3 separate regions of the Anser cygnoides genome follow, and regions 2 and 3 are each linked to region 1. The links are chromatin contacts, called in public Hi-C maps. All regions are on one chromosome and are shown on one strand. The core of a region is the stretch at or near the end of the contact, and the rest is flanking DNA. Distances in the headings are between cores, read along the strand shown.

The links. A called contact is a pair of places that touch in the nucleus more often than the background predicts.
Region 2: a Hi-C map of liver shows a contact between it and region 1, with 5 times the contacts expected there. The contact joins the promoter of RPL13 here to the enhancer-like site in region 1. A contact is called at or near these places in 2 of 7 Hi-C or Micro-C datasets (both in liver).
Region 3: a contact with region 1 is called in a Hi-C map of liver, with 6 times the contacts expected there. The contact joins the promoter of TCF25 here to the enhancer-like site in region 1. A contact is called at or near these places in 3 of 7 Hi-C or Micro-C datasets (all in liver).

The regions. Positions count from the first base shown.
Region 1 is chr12:1,426,980-1,430,718 of Taihu_goose_T2T_genome, reverse strand. FANCA (FA complementation group A) reads right to left here. Exons shown (of 43, transcript XM_067004304.1): 39 at 3,402-3,507; 40 at 2,912-2,987; 41 at 2,418-2,544; 42 at 1,904-1,996; 43 at 1,199-1,467. The coding sequence ends at 1,360. ZNF276 (zinc finger protein 276) reads left to right here. Exons shown (of 11, transcript XM_067004307.1): 10 at 1-94; 11 at 495-1,273. The coding sequence ends at 780. Among named protein-coding and RNA genes, the nearest start is that of ZNF276, 8.6 kb to the left of the region's middle. Within about 2 kb of position 1,683, at least 3 of the 3 cell types and tissues checked have open chromatin away from gene starts, as enhancers often do. A contact at or near this core is called in liver, where this site is marked.
Region 2 is chr12:1,476,042-1,479,448 of Taihu_goose_T2T_genome, reverse strand. It overlaps RPL13 (ribosomal protein L13), which reads left to right and starts at 1,800. Exons shown (of 6, transcript XM_048075062.2): 1 at 1,800-1,940; 2 at 2,109-2,224; 3 at 2,451-2,592. The coding sequence starts at 2,121. SPG7 (SPG7 matrix AAA peptidase subunit, paraplegin) reads left to right here. Exons shown (of 17, transcript XM_048075057.2): 17 at 643-1,373. The coding sequence ends at 852. LOC125184154 (small nucleolar RNA MBII-202) reads left to right here and starts at 2,269; the gene lies at 2,269-2,346.
Region 3 is chr12:1,379,807-1,383,544 of Taihu_goose_T2T_genome, reverse strand. It overlaps TCF25 (transcription factor 25), which reads left to right and starts at 2,107. Exons shown (of 18, transcript XM_067004367.1): 1 at 2,107-2,298; 2 at 3,192-3,359. The coding sequence starts at 2,140. SPIRE2 (spire type actin nucleation factor 2) reads left to right here. Exons shown (of 15, transcript XM_067004449.1): 11 at 39-173; 12 at 248-315; 13 at 437-464; 14 at 644-759; 15 at 861-1,411. The coding sequence ends at 1,056.

The DNA of each region.
Region 1 (3,739 bases), core at 434-2,933:
GGAATTATATCTGTGATGAATGCGGGCAGACCTTTAAGCAACGCAAACACCTCTCGGTCCATCAGATGCGGCACTCGGGAGCGAAGCCCCTCCAGTAAGTGCACATCATCATCTGTTCGTAGCTAAAAACGGGACAGAAGGCGTCAGGAAGCTCTGGTGTCCTTAGCACAGGGTAATTCCCTGCCCCCAGCCCTGCCTGTAGCACTTTAAATGTTCATCCGCTTCTGCAGCGCGTGCCCCAGCTCCAGCACGTCCCTTTGCTGAGCAGGTCTCACCCCTTCTGCTCCTGTTCAGGCGACTGCTCAGCTCCAGCCCTGAGGGTTAGGGTGTTGCTTGTCCCGGGCAGTTTTAGGAGATGCTACGAGCCAGCCCCTGAGGCTGTGGCATTTGTTCTTCTCCTGCAGCCCCAGGTCCTGGTCAGCACAGCCTAAGGTGAGCTGGTCCCTGTGCCAGACAGCTTGGGCTGGGAGCTAAGCCTGTGCCTTGCCTTGCAGGTGTGAAATCTGCGGGTTCCAGTGCCGGCAGCGCGCATCGCTCAAGTACCACATGACCAAACACAAAGCCGAGACGGAGCTGGAGTTTGCCTGCGACCAGTGTGGGAAGCGTTTTGAGAAGGCCCATAACCTTAACGTCCACATGTCCATGGTGCACCCTCTGACCCAGACTCAGGACAAAACCAAGCCACTGGAGCCAGAGCCTATTCTCCTCCTAAATACTTCAGGGACTTCAGAGAGCCAGGCAGTAAAGCCAGAAGTGACTGCACAGCAGGAGCCCACCTGAGGGGGATGGGGCAGATTTCCCAGTCCAGCCCTGTAGAAACTATACAGCAGAGTGGAGATTTTTAATCTACATTTTAGTCTCCAAAGAACTCAGTGGAATTAGCTTCAGCTTGCTCAGAAAAAGCTTGTTATCATGCTGTGATTCTCCATGCTCACGTCTGATTCAGCAGTGTTGTACTAAGAGTCTGTCTAATCCAAGGGGAGTGGATGTTTGGCAGCACCCCTTTCTTGTCCCCGTTCTCCCCACGCACACAGTTGTAGAAACAGAGTTGGCCCACAACTGTTACCGACCTGCACAAGCTGCTGCCTGTACAGTATTGCCCGCAGGTGGCTGTAAGGGTACCTAGGACAGTGGAGCAACTTTCAGCAGACATTTTGTTTTGGTTTAAAAAAAAAAAAATTCCCAAAGTAAGACTAAATTGAAATTTGTAACCTACTTTTTATTGTAACAAGAGCTTCATGGTTATGCTTGTAATAAATTATTTACAAAGTAATTGGAAAGAAACAGCACTGGTGAGACAGAAAGGTAGCACGGGGTCTGTCCCTTGTCCCCAGTCAGCAGGGTGGCGCTGCCTGGCCCTCAGAACAGAACCAGCTCCTCGTCCAGGTCCAGAGCTGCGGCCGGCCTCGAGCGATGCAGGAGGATGGCTCCCAGCTCGGGGTCAAGTTGGTCACACGCGTCTAGTAACTGGGGAGAGGGCACGTGTTGGGTGTTAGGCCCGCTCGTGCTTCCTCAGAGCAAGTTACAGCAACAGCAGTGAGTTGTGCAGGCAGCTGCTGCTGACCGCTGCGGCCATCAGGGGCTGCAGGCAGCCAGCGCCGTGCGCGTGGGGATTGCACCACCTGCCCCGTAACCGGGCCTGGCACTTTCCGTAAGACCAAGCATTAAGCAAGAGAGCATGAGGGTAATGTTTAACGGAGCTGAGAGCCTGCAGCAGGGCAGCGGGATGGCAGTGGCTATAGCACAGGTCGAACAGCAGGTGGCTGCTGCTCCAATGCCTGGTACGGCAGCACGCTGCCTGCCGCCCGTTAAGCGAGTGAAGTGTGGCAAGAAAGGCTACACAAGCTGGTGCTGCTCAGACACTGGGCTCTCAGGCTGGGAGGAGAGAAAATGCTCAACGCACCGGTCCTACGTTTCCAAAGCTTCTGGTAGGGCAGCGAGGAATTGCAGCAAGCAGGAACCGACGGGCCTTCGAGATCACCTCCACGGGATCCCCCTGAGGAACAGACGAGACGAGGCACTGCCGAGCCCCCAGCGGTGTCACTCAGCGCTCAGCCCCTGCCTCCAGCAGGGGCACAGGGACCACCAGGCTGTGCCCACGGCCCAGGCACAAGCTGAGCAGATCGTTCGCTCAAGGGCTCCATCCATTCTAAGGCCCCGTACAAGTAGGACAGCAGTGGGGCAGCTGAGGGTTCAGGCACCAGCAGCGCCTGCAGCCCCTCACCCCAGGCTGGGAACACGCTGCCTGCCCGCAGAGGCATCTCCACGCGATCCCACCGCTTTGTACAGGAGAGTAAGAACAAGAGGGACGCTGCAAGCAGCAGGGGGAAGGGAAAATGGATAGGATTCACAGTTAGGAGAGGAAAAAGAGCCTGAGCTTCACTCACGTGTTCCGCAGGGTCTGGGCCTTGTCCCACCTGGTCAGTCTGGGGCAGGTCCTTCCCTTCCACAAAGAGCTGAAGCAGCTGGATGTAGAGGTCGAGCGCCACGTAGAGGAAGAGCTGCTCTCTAGCAAGCAGCTCCTGATCAAAGCCAGGGGTGAGACTATGGGAAGTCACACACGTACCCAGTCAGTGCCAATTCCACCTTAGTTTCTAACAGCAAGACACGAGGTAAATTCAGGTAGTGCTCCCGCTGCCATCTATTTCACAAGTCCCATTGTGTGCAGGGCCACCCCCTGCCAGGAGCGATAACACAGCCTGGGACACTTCCATTTGAAGCACAAAGATGAAGGGAAACTTCTAGCAAAAGAGATGGGGGGTTTCTAAAACAGTAGCCCTGCCATGATCCAGCGTTCTCTCCTGCCCAGCTAACGTAGGAGCTCAGCTCGCCAACAGGCCAGCTGCTGTCCACGTCAGCCACCCACCACATCCTCCCTCATTCCTCCTGAAACCAGCAGGACATTCGGTACCTGTAGAACGCAAGAGGCAAGAGCCGGCTGTGGCAGTCGGAGGCTGCACTGCGCAGGACCAAGTATTTTCTGGAGCCTGTAACAGCCAGAGAGGAGCACTAAGCATCTACAGCGGTCCTCATGCTACCTCGTGTACTGCTACAGCAGCGCAGGGGCTGCACAGCTTCCTCCCAGCCCACACTAAACCCTGACGCTAGGGTGCGGTGATCCTGAGAGAAGACAGCTAGAAGACAGCTGTTCCCTCTTAGGCTTTCTCTACCAGATGAAACAATACCGAGTTTCAGCCAGCTCTAATCATCAGCCGGGTCACCGTACCGTCGGGTAGAAGCAGGATGTTCTCAGCCTTTACTGAAGCAATTTTTTTTTCCCCCATGCAGCTCACAAAGGCCCAACAGTTCCTCCTTACAAAGCACATTCATTAATCAAAGAGAGCATTACTGTCCAGCACTAGACCTCAACTTTCCATCCCTTGGAGGCAGGACTCGCTCACCTTCTTCTGGTGACTGGAAGAGAAGTGGCCAGGACGCGCCCCTCTCTTCCAGGCACTGCAAAATCTCCAGGGACCATTCCAGAGAGGTCTGAAAATCCACGCCCTCCTGGGTGTCAGAAAGGATAGATCACCTTAGGTTTTAGTTGCATCAAAGCAGAACAGAAGTCCCAGTAAGAGATCACACACATGACATGCTCTATTAAAGGACCTTCAGGAATTTAGCCCAAGCCTTTCCCCTCGCCTGGGGGCCTGGGTTCCTCCCTGGGCCCTCAGGCACTTGTGCAATGCAGGCGCTTCATCACAACAGGGGCAGGGGAAGCAGTATGGGTGTGCTGGTC
Region 2 (3,407 bases), core at 551-3,050, 49 kb before region 1:
TTTAAGTCAAGCCAAAGTATCTACAGAGCGCTCCGTTTGCCAGGCCAGTGTGTCGCCTGTCGTCAGCAGAACGGGGCGGTTCGGGGGGGACAGCCACCTGCTGCTCGAGCGCGGCCCTGCTTGCGGAGGGGCTGGAGAGCTGGCATTCCCGGGGAGCACCTTCCTGGTGACCCTCAGCCCGTGCCTGCAGGGACAGCTCCGCTATCTGGGACGCGTTCTGTGCGCAGGGGAGGGGTCCGGGTCTGGCTCCAGCCTCGTCTGCCGTCGCTCTGCCTCCTTAGGCAGGGCCACAGGTGCCGGGACAGCGGCAGTGAGGGCGCTTCCCCGATCGTCCCCGCGGTTCTGCCTTGCCGAATCATTTCCTAAAGCAGGCTTTATCGCCTCCAGTCATACTTGGCGTTTCTGGCCAAAAACACGCTTGTGAAAGGTGCCGGCTGCCCGGAGAGCTTTGTACCGGCTCGGCGGGCGCTCGGGTCGCACCGGCTGCAGCGTGGTGGCTGGGGCCCTGTTCCCTGCGGGCTCCAGCACGTGCTGTGGCCAGATGTGGAGGTCCAAGTTGAGCTGGCAGGGAGAGGTCAGGTCAGTTCAGAGGGGCTGTTTTCAGACCTCTGTGCCTCATTATGCCTTATTTACTCTTTATAGCTGTCTAATGCCCTCCTGGAGAAAGAAGTGATAAATTATGATGACATCGAAGCTTTGATTGGGCCTCCACCCTACGGGCCGAAGAAAATGATAGCTCCTCAGAGCTGGCTTCAAGCAGAGAGAGACAAGCAAGACACGAGAGACGAAGAAATGCCCCAGCAGCCACCAAACCACGAGGAGGAGGAGGAACCACGCCTGAGACCAGTGTGAAGCCCCCTCTTTATGTGGAATGGGAGGACTCCAGAGGCTTCTTTTGAACACAGACCCTTTCCCTCTTCAGCTCCGGAATCAAAGATACCGAGTAGGGAATCTCTGTGATGCCGTTCCCCAAAAACGAAGGGATGGCTCCGCTGGCTCTTGTAACAAGCTTTTCCCTGCAGGAAGGAGAACTCCTTAGGATTTTGAAATTGATTCCCAGCAGGGTAGTAGTGGTTAGGAGTTGGGTAAGTCTAATCTGCTGGAAGGATTTCTTGTACACAGGGATGTTGTTTACGTGTTCTTAGGGATGAAATGTGCTGTGGAGCCCTTGTCAGCTACCTCTGGCTGTGCCGTGTGGGGTGCCAGGGGTGCGCTGCCATTGCCCTCGGTGCCAGAGTGGTCAGCAGCGAACCCCTGGGAGACTGAGCTGGCTGCAGTTATGTGACTCCACCGTAACCTTTGATTGTCTTTGCTGCTGGACATAAAATAGAAGCTGAAAACCAGACTGCACTAGAATAAATCCTCTAACGTGCTGTTGTTTGTACGGTGTGTCAAGGCATGGCGAAGTGCGTGCTGCAGGTACGGGGTTGCACAGGACGTGGGCTTTCTTTTCACTGGCATATACTTGGTTTTTATCGCAAGGGTCGCAGAAGCAGAGATCGAGGGGAAAACCCCCCCTTCCCAACCCACCGTGAGCCCACGGTGCGATGCTGGGACCCAGCCCTGCGGAGAAGAGCTGGGTGCCTGGTGTCCTCCGGCCGGGCCAGGCCCCTTCAGGCAGGACTGTCGGTCCTGGGTTACTCCTCGAGGACTGTCTGTACCCTGCGGGACCCCTCTGACATCTTCCAGGCCCCCGCCATCTCCCCCCCAGCCCTCGGGCCTTGGTTCCAAGCCCCCTGCTCGGGGTCGGGCCGGAGCTGGGAGCCGTCCTACCCCCGGGTGCGGGGCCCTTTAAAGCCGCCGCCATCTTGAGTGCGGGCAAGGTGAAGCCGCCACGAGCCCCTTCCGGCGCCGCCATCTTCCCGGAGCCTCCTCCGCACTTCCGGCGCGCGCAGTGGCCGCGCTTCCCTTTTCCGGTCGGCCATCTTCGCAGGCAGGAGGTGAGTGGCGGCGCCGCGGGGCTCCATCCGCCGCCATCCGGCCGGGGCCGCGCCGGGCGGCGCTCGGGGCCCCGCGGGGGAGCGGGGCAGGACCCGGGGGACGCCTCGGAGGGGTTTTGGGCCGGTCGATGCCGCGCGATCCGCGCCCAGCCATGTCCGTGTCCGCAGGCCGCAGCCGCCATGGCGCCCAGCCGCAATGGCATGATCCTGAAGCCGCACTTCCACAAGGACTGGCAGCGGCGGGTGGCCACCTGGTTCAACCAGCCCGCCCGCAAGATCCGCAGGTGAGCGGGGAGTGGGGAGCGGGGCGGCTCCGGCTGCGGTCAGATGATGCGAAACCTCCGGAATCGCTGCAGCGCCGTGATGAGAGCTTGAACCCTGCCTGGCTGATGACTGCCGGAGCCGCCGGGGGGGGGGGGGGGGGGGGGGGGGGTTTGGGGAGCCCCCGGTGCGGCTGGGGGGGGTGGCAGGAGGGCTCTGCCCCTGACGGGTCTCTGCCCCCCGCTCCAGGAGGAAGGCTCGCCAGGCAAAGGCTCGCCGCATCGCACCTCGGCCCGTGGCTGGGCCCGTCCGGCCCATCGTGAGGTGCCCGACCGTCAGGTACCACAAAAAAGTCCGTGCTGGCAGAGGCTTCAGCCTAGAGGAGCTGAAAGTAAGTACGGAGGAGCTGTCCCGGCCCGGTAAGGCCAGCTCTCGAGTTTGAGCTCCGTCGTCCTGTTCTTTTGCGTAAAATTAAGTCACGAGTGGCTGCAGTGTACTGAAGTGTCAGTATCTGCTTGCACTGGCTGAGCTTGCACATAGCCAGGGACCGGTTGCTGTTCTTGTGGGTTGTGGAGAAGCATACAAAATGTTAGTCTTTTTTTTTTTTTTTTTTTGTAATTGTGGCATGGGGAAGCAGTAACACGACAGAGTGAAAGGTTAACTTAAAAAGTAAATACTGGTGTGCCTGGTCAGACTGTCAGTTAAAACAAAATATTAAAATCAGATTCTGGCAGTGGGTGAATTCTGGTAGAGGGTCTCCTGAACTTAATTTAAGTAAAAGGACTGGCAGGTTTTGTTGTTAAATGTCTCTTCCTTTATAAAACACGTTACTGCAAACCCTACAGAATGTAGTGGGTGTGGACCCGTTTGTGCTGTAGAACGAGTAGGTCGTGGTCTCTGCAAAGACTGGGGGAAGCTTTCAGCGCCCTCGCCTTGCTTCAGCAAAAGGTGCTGTGCCATCCTCCCAGGTGGCGCTCAGCTGAGGAGCTGCTGGTGGTGAGCTGAGAGGGAGGTGGCCCGCAGAAAGCCCCACCGGCCTGGTTCCACGCAGCAGGAGTAAACGTTAGCGACTGCTGGCAGCCAGTATCCCCAGCCTCTTGCGTGTTGTTTAGTGCCTAATTAAAGCATTTATAACAGTGAAATTAGCGCATCGAAGCAGTAAAGCTGTACTTCTGAATGCCAAATGCTTCATTACTTTGCTTTCCT
Region 3 (3,738 bases), core at 858-3,357, 48 kb after region 1:
GTGCCCGTGCCAGGGTGACAGCCCCTCTCTGCCCGCAGGAGTTCAGCCACCCCGTGGAGAGCCTGGCCCTCACGGTGGAGGAGATGATCAACGTGCGCAGGGTGCTGGTCAAGGCGGAGATGGAGAAGTTCCAGCAGAGCAAGGAGCTCTACAACAGCCTGAAGAAGGGGAAGGTGGGAGCTGGGGCTGGAGGGGCCGGGCTGCCCCATCACTGCCCCCCTGGTGCTCACCCTGCCTGTGCCCGCAGGTCTGCTGCTGCTGCCGCACCAAGTTCCCCCTCTTCTCCTGGCCCTCAGCCTGCCTCTTCTGCAAGCGGTGAGCGCCGTGCCATGCCGTGCCGTGCCGTGCCGTGCCGTGCCGCACCACAGTGCTGGGAGGGTGGCGGGAGGGTGCCGCGGTGCTGGCCTTGCTCAGCAGCCTCTCTCCATGTCCCCAGGTCTGTCTGCACCTCCTGCAGCCTGAAGGTAAGGGACCTGCCCGGGTCAGTGCCACCAGCCCCTGTCCCCGTCCCTGTCCTCTCGGTAGGGGTGATGCCAGGACAGAGGCACCGGGCATGGCTGGCTGGGCTGAGCCCACACAGCTGGGCCCTAGGGCAGAGGGGGCACCCATGGGTGCTGTCCCTGACGCCTGCACGCCCCGGCAGATGAAGATGCCTTCCAAGAAGCTGGCTCACATCCCCGTCTACGCACTGGGCTTCGAGAGCCTCCCGGGATCACTGCTGGCCAAAGCCCTGCCGCTGCGCAGGAGGGAAACCTTCCAGTGAGTCCCGTACCCCACGAGGGCCCCGCGCCCTCCGCTGCCTTCCTCCCGGCCTCCTCCTCCTCCCCGGCTGGGGCTGACGGCGCGCTCTGTGCCCACAGCTCGCTGCCGGGCCCGGGCTGGCGCCGCGTGGAAGAGGAATTCCCCCACATCTACGCCCAGGGCTCCGTCCTGCGCGACGTCTGCAGCGACTGCACCGGCTTCGTCACCGACGTCATCTGCTCCAGCCGCCGCAGCGTGGCCGTCCTCAACGCCGCGCCGCGCCGCGCCGCCCGCTGCGAGTCCTGGTACAAGTGAGGGCCCGGCGCCGGCCCCGCCGGGATGTACATATATACATAGACGGATACACACAGCCTCTATATTTATATACCTGACGGACCAGGGGGGCGCGGGGCCAGCGGCAGGCCGGCTCCGTGTCTCCCAGCCCACGTCCCCGCGGGAGCCTCCTGTCCCCGCCGCTGAGGGGACGCTGGCACGGCCCTTTGGGGACGGGGACCCTCGGGGATGGGCCCCCCCCGGGGCACCCTCAGCCCCCCCAGCCCCGCTCCGGTGCCAAGGCCTGGTGGGGCTGGGACGCCTTACGGCCCCGCGGCTCTCTGTACATAGCGGCCCCTGGCTAATAAACCATCCCGGGCTGCCCCTCGGGGCCACAGCGGCGGCTCCTGTGCTGGGGGGCTCGGGGGGGGGGGGGGTCGGGAAGCGGGGTGCTGGGGGGATGTGGGGCTGTCCCCGTGTCCTGTGGCCTCAAAGCTGGCCGTCCCACGGCCCCACTCCGCACCGCCACGGCCCCGTGGGTCCCGGGGCAGCCCTGGCTGGGGCGGCTGCCCCCCCGCCATGCTCAGCACCCCGCGGGACGGGCTGTGGACCCCGGGGGCACCGTGGGGAAGTCCCCCTGCCCCTTCCCACAGCCCAATCCCCCATCCCCAGACACCCCCATGTCTCCAGACACCCCCATCCCCAGACATCCCTGTCCCCAGACACCCCCATCCCCAAACACCCCCATGTCCCCAGACACCCCCCCGTCCCCAGACACCCCCATCCCCAGACATCCCTGTCCCCAGACACCCCTGTCCCTGGACACCCCCATCCCCAGACACCCCTGTCCCCAGACACCCCCCCATGTGTGTATGTGTGTCCCAGCCCCGTGCCCCCCCACGTCCCGGGGCTCCCCATTGCCGCCCCCCCCCCGCAGACACCATGGAACAGCAGCGCCCCCCCCCCCCCCCCCGGGACATATTTCACGCTGGGGCTGCGCGGGGGGGGCGCGAAACAAGTCCCGGGGGCGCGCACCGCGCCTGCGCGGGAACAGGGACAGGCTGGGAGGCGCGCGCGTGCGCATTGCGGGCGGCGCAGGCGCGGTGCGGCCCGGCCGGGGGCTCCATGTCGCGGCGGGCCCTGAGGCGGCTGCGGGGCGAGCAGCGGGGCCAGCAGGAGCCGGGCCTGGGCGAGCTGGGCCCGGCCGACGGCCCCGAGAGCGGGCAGCAGCGGCCGGAGGGGGTCGCTCGGGGCCGGAGCGGCGTCAGCAACCGCTTTGAGCTGGTGAGGGGCTGAGGGGGGGTCGGGGGGATATGGGGGGATATGGGGGGGGCGGGCGGGGGCCTGGAGGGACCGGGGGGGACCGGGAGGCGCTGACGGGGCTCGAGGAGGGAGAGGCCGGGGGGTGGCCGAGGGGACGGAGCTCTGGGGAGGGTGCTGGGGGGGCTGCGGGGAAGGAGCTGGGGGTGCTGGGGGGGGTGAGGGGGGTCCGGGAGGCCTGGGATGGAGGTGGGGGGGGCTGGGGGGGGAGATGGGGGAGCACAGGGGTGGGCTCGGGGCCGTGCGGCACCGGGGGGTCGGGGGGACACCGGTCTGGGGGCACGGGGCAGGGCTGTGCTGTGCTGGGGGAGCTGGGCTCAGCGCTGGGGCGCTCAGACAGCGGTGGCGGTTTTAGTTGGAGCACTGCTGCCCCCAGCCTGCCAGCCCTGTGGTGTCCCAGTGCTGGTGATCTGATGGCACCGGTGGCTCCCCGGGGTGACAGAGCCCAGTGTTTCCTCTCTGGGCACCTTGGCCAGCCCCAGCGCTTCCCTGAGGCTTGGTTGTGGGAGCATGCACAAGGCTGGCTTTGGAGCCTCTTGCAAGAGGCCAGATGGGCTGTGCACTGTGCTGTGTAGCAGGCACGTGGTCGTGGCCCTGTGCTCCCCTCTGGCTGGTCGGCAGGTGCTGGGCTGCCCCAGCTGGGTGCTGGGCTTTAAATGAGCGTCTGTGCCCGCTCTGTGTGCTGGAGAGGGCAGCTGGGAAGCTGAGCCCTGGTCTGCGCCTGCAGTGCTTTGCTCTGTCCTTTGCAGGTGTGAGTAGAACAGATGCCTGTGCAGTCTTGTCCTTGTGGGTGTGGGAGAGGGCAGAGCACGGCTTTGTGCCGCCTGCTGCTGCAGCTCGTTCTTCTGTTTGCACAGATCACCAGTGAAGAACCGGAGGATGACCTCCCATCCAAAGAGGAGCGGGCAGATACCAGGCTCAAAGAGCACAATGCGTCAGAGAGGAACGATGAAGAGTCCGTACCTGAGGAGACAGAAGGCGATGGGCAGAGGAACGGGGAAGAGGCAGACCGGCCGGACCAAACGGTAATGCTGCTGCAGGTACCTTGCAGTGACAGTTGTTGCCCCACAAGAAGCAGAGAGAAGGTGTCGCATATTCCTGCCTCCGCTCGAGCTGAGCGGCTTTGTTGGTGATAGACAAATGTGTTCCTTGTGTGTGGGCTTTGTCAGAGGCTGAGAACACGGGTGTCGGGGCAGGTGTGCTCATGGGGAGCCTAAAACTAAATTGTAAGTAGGTGCAAGTTAACGTCTGGTTAGAAGTGCAGGCTGTCTGTATTCACCCTGTTCACTAGCTGGTAGCTTGCTGAGCTCACGTGCCAGGTTTTTAGCTGGGGAGGTAGTGAGCCTGCACCCTAGAGCTCCTTCAGAGAGCAAGAGCAAGGTGCCTGCCTGCCTGCAGCTCCTG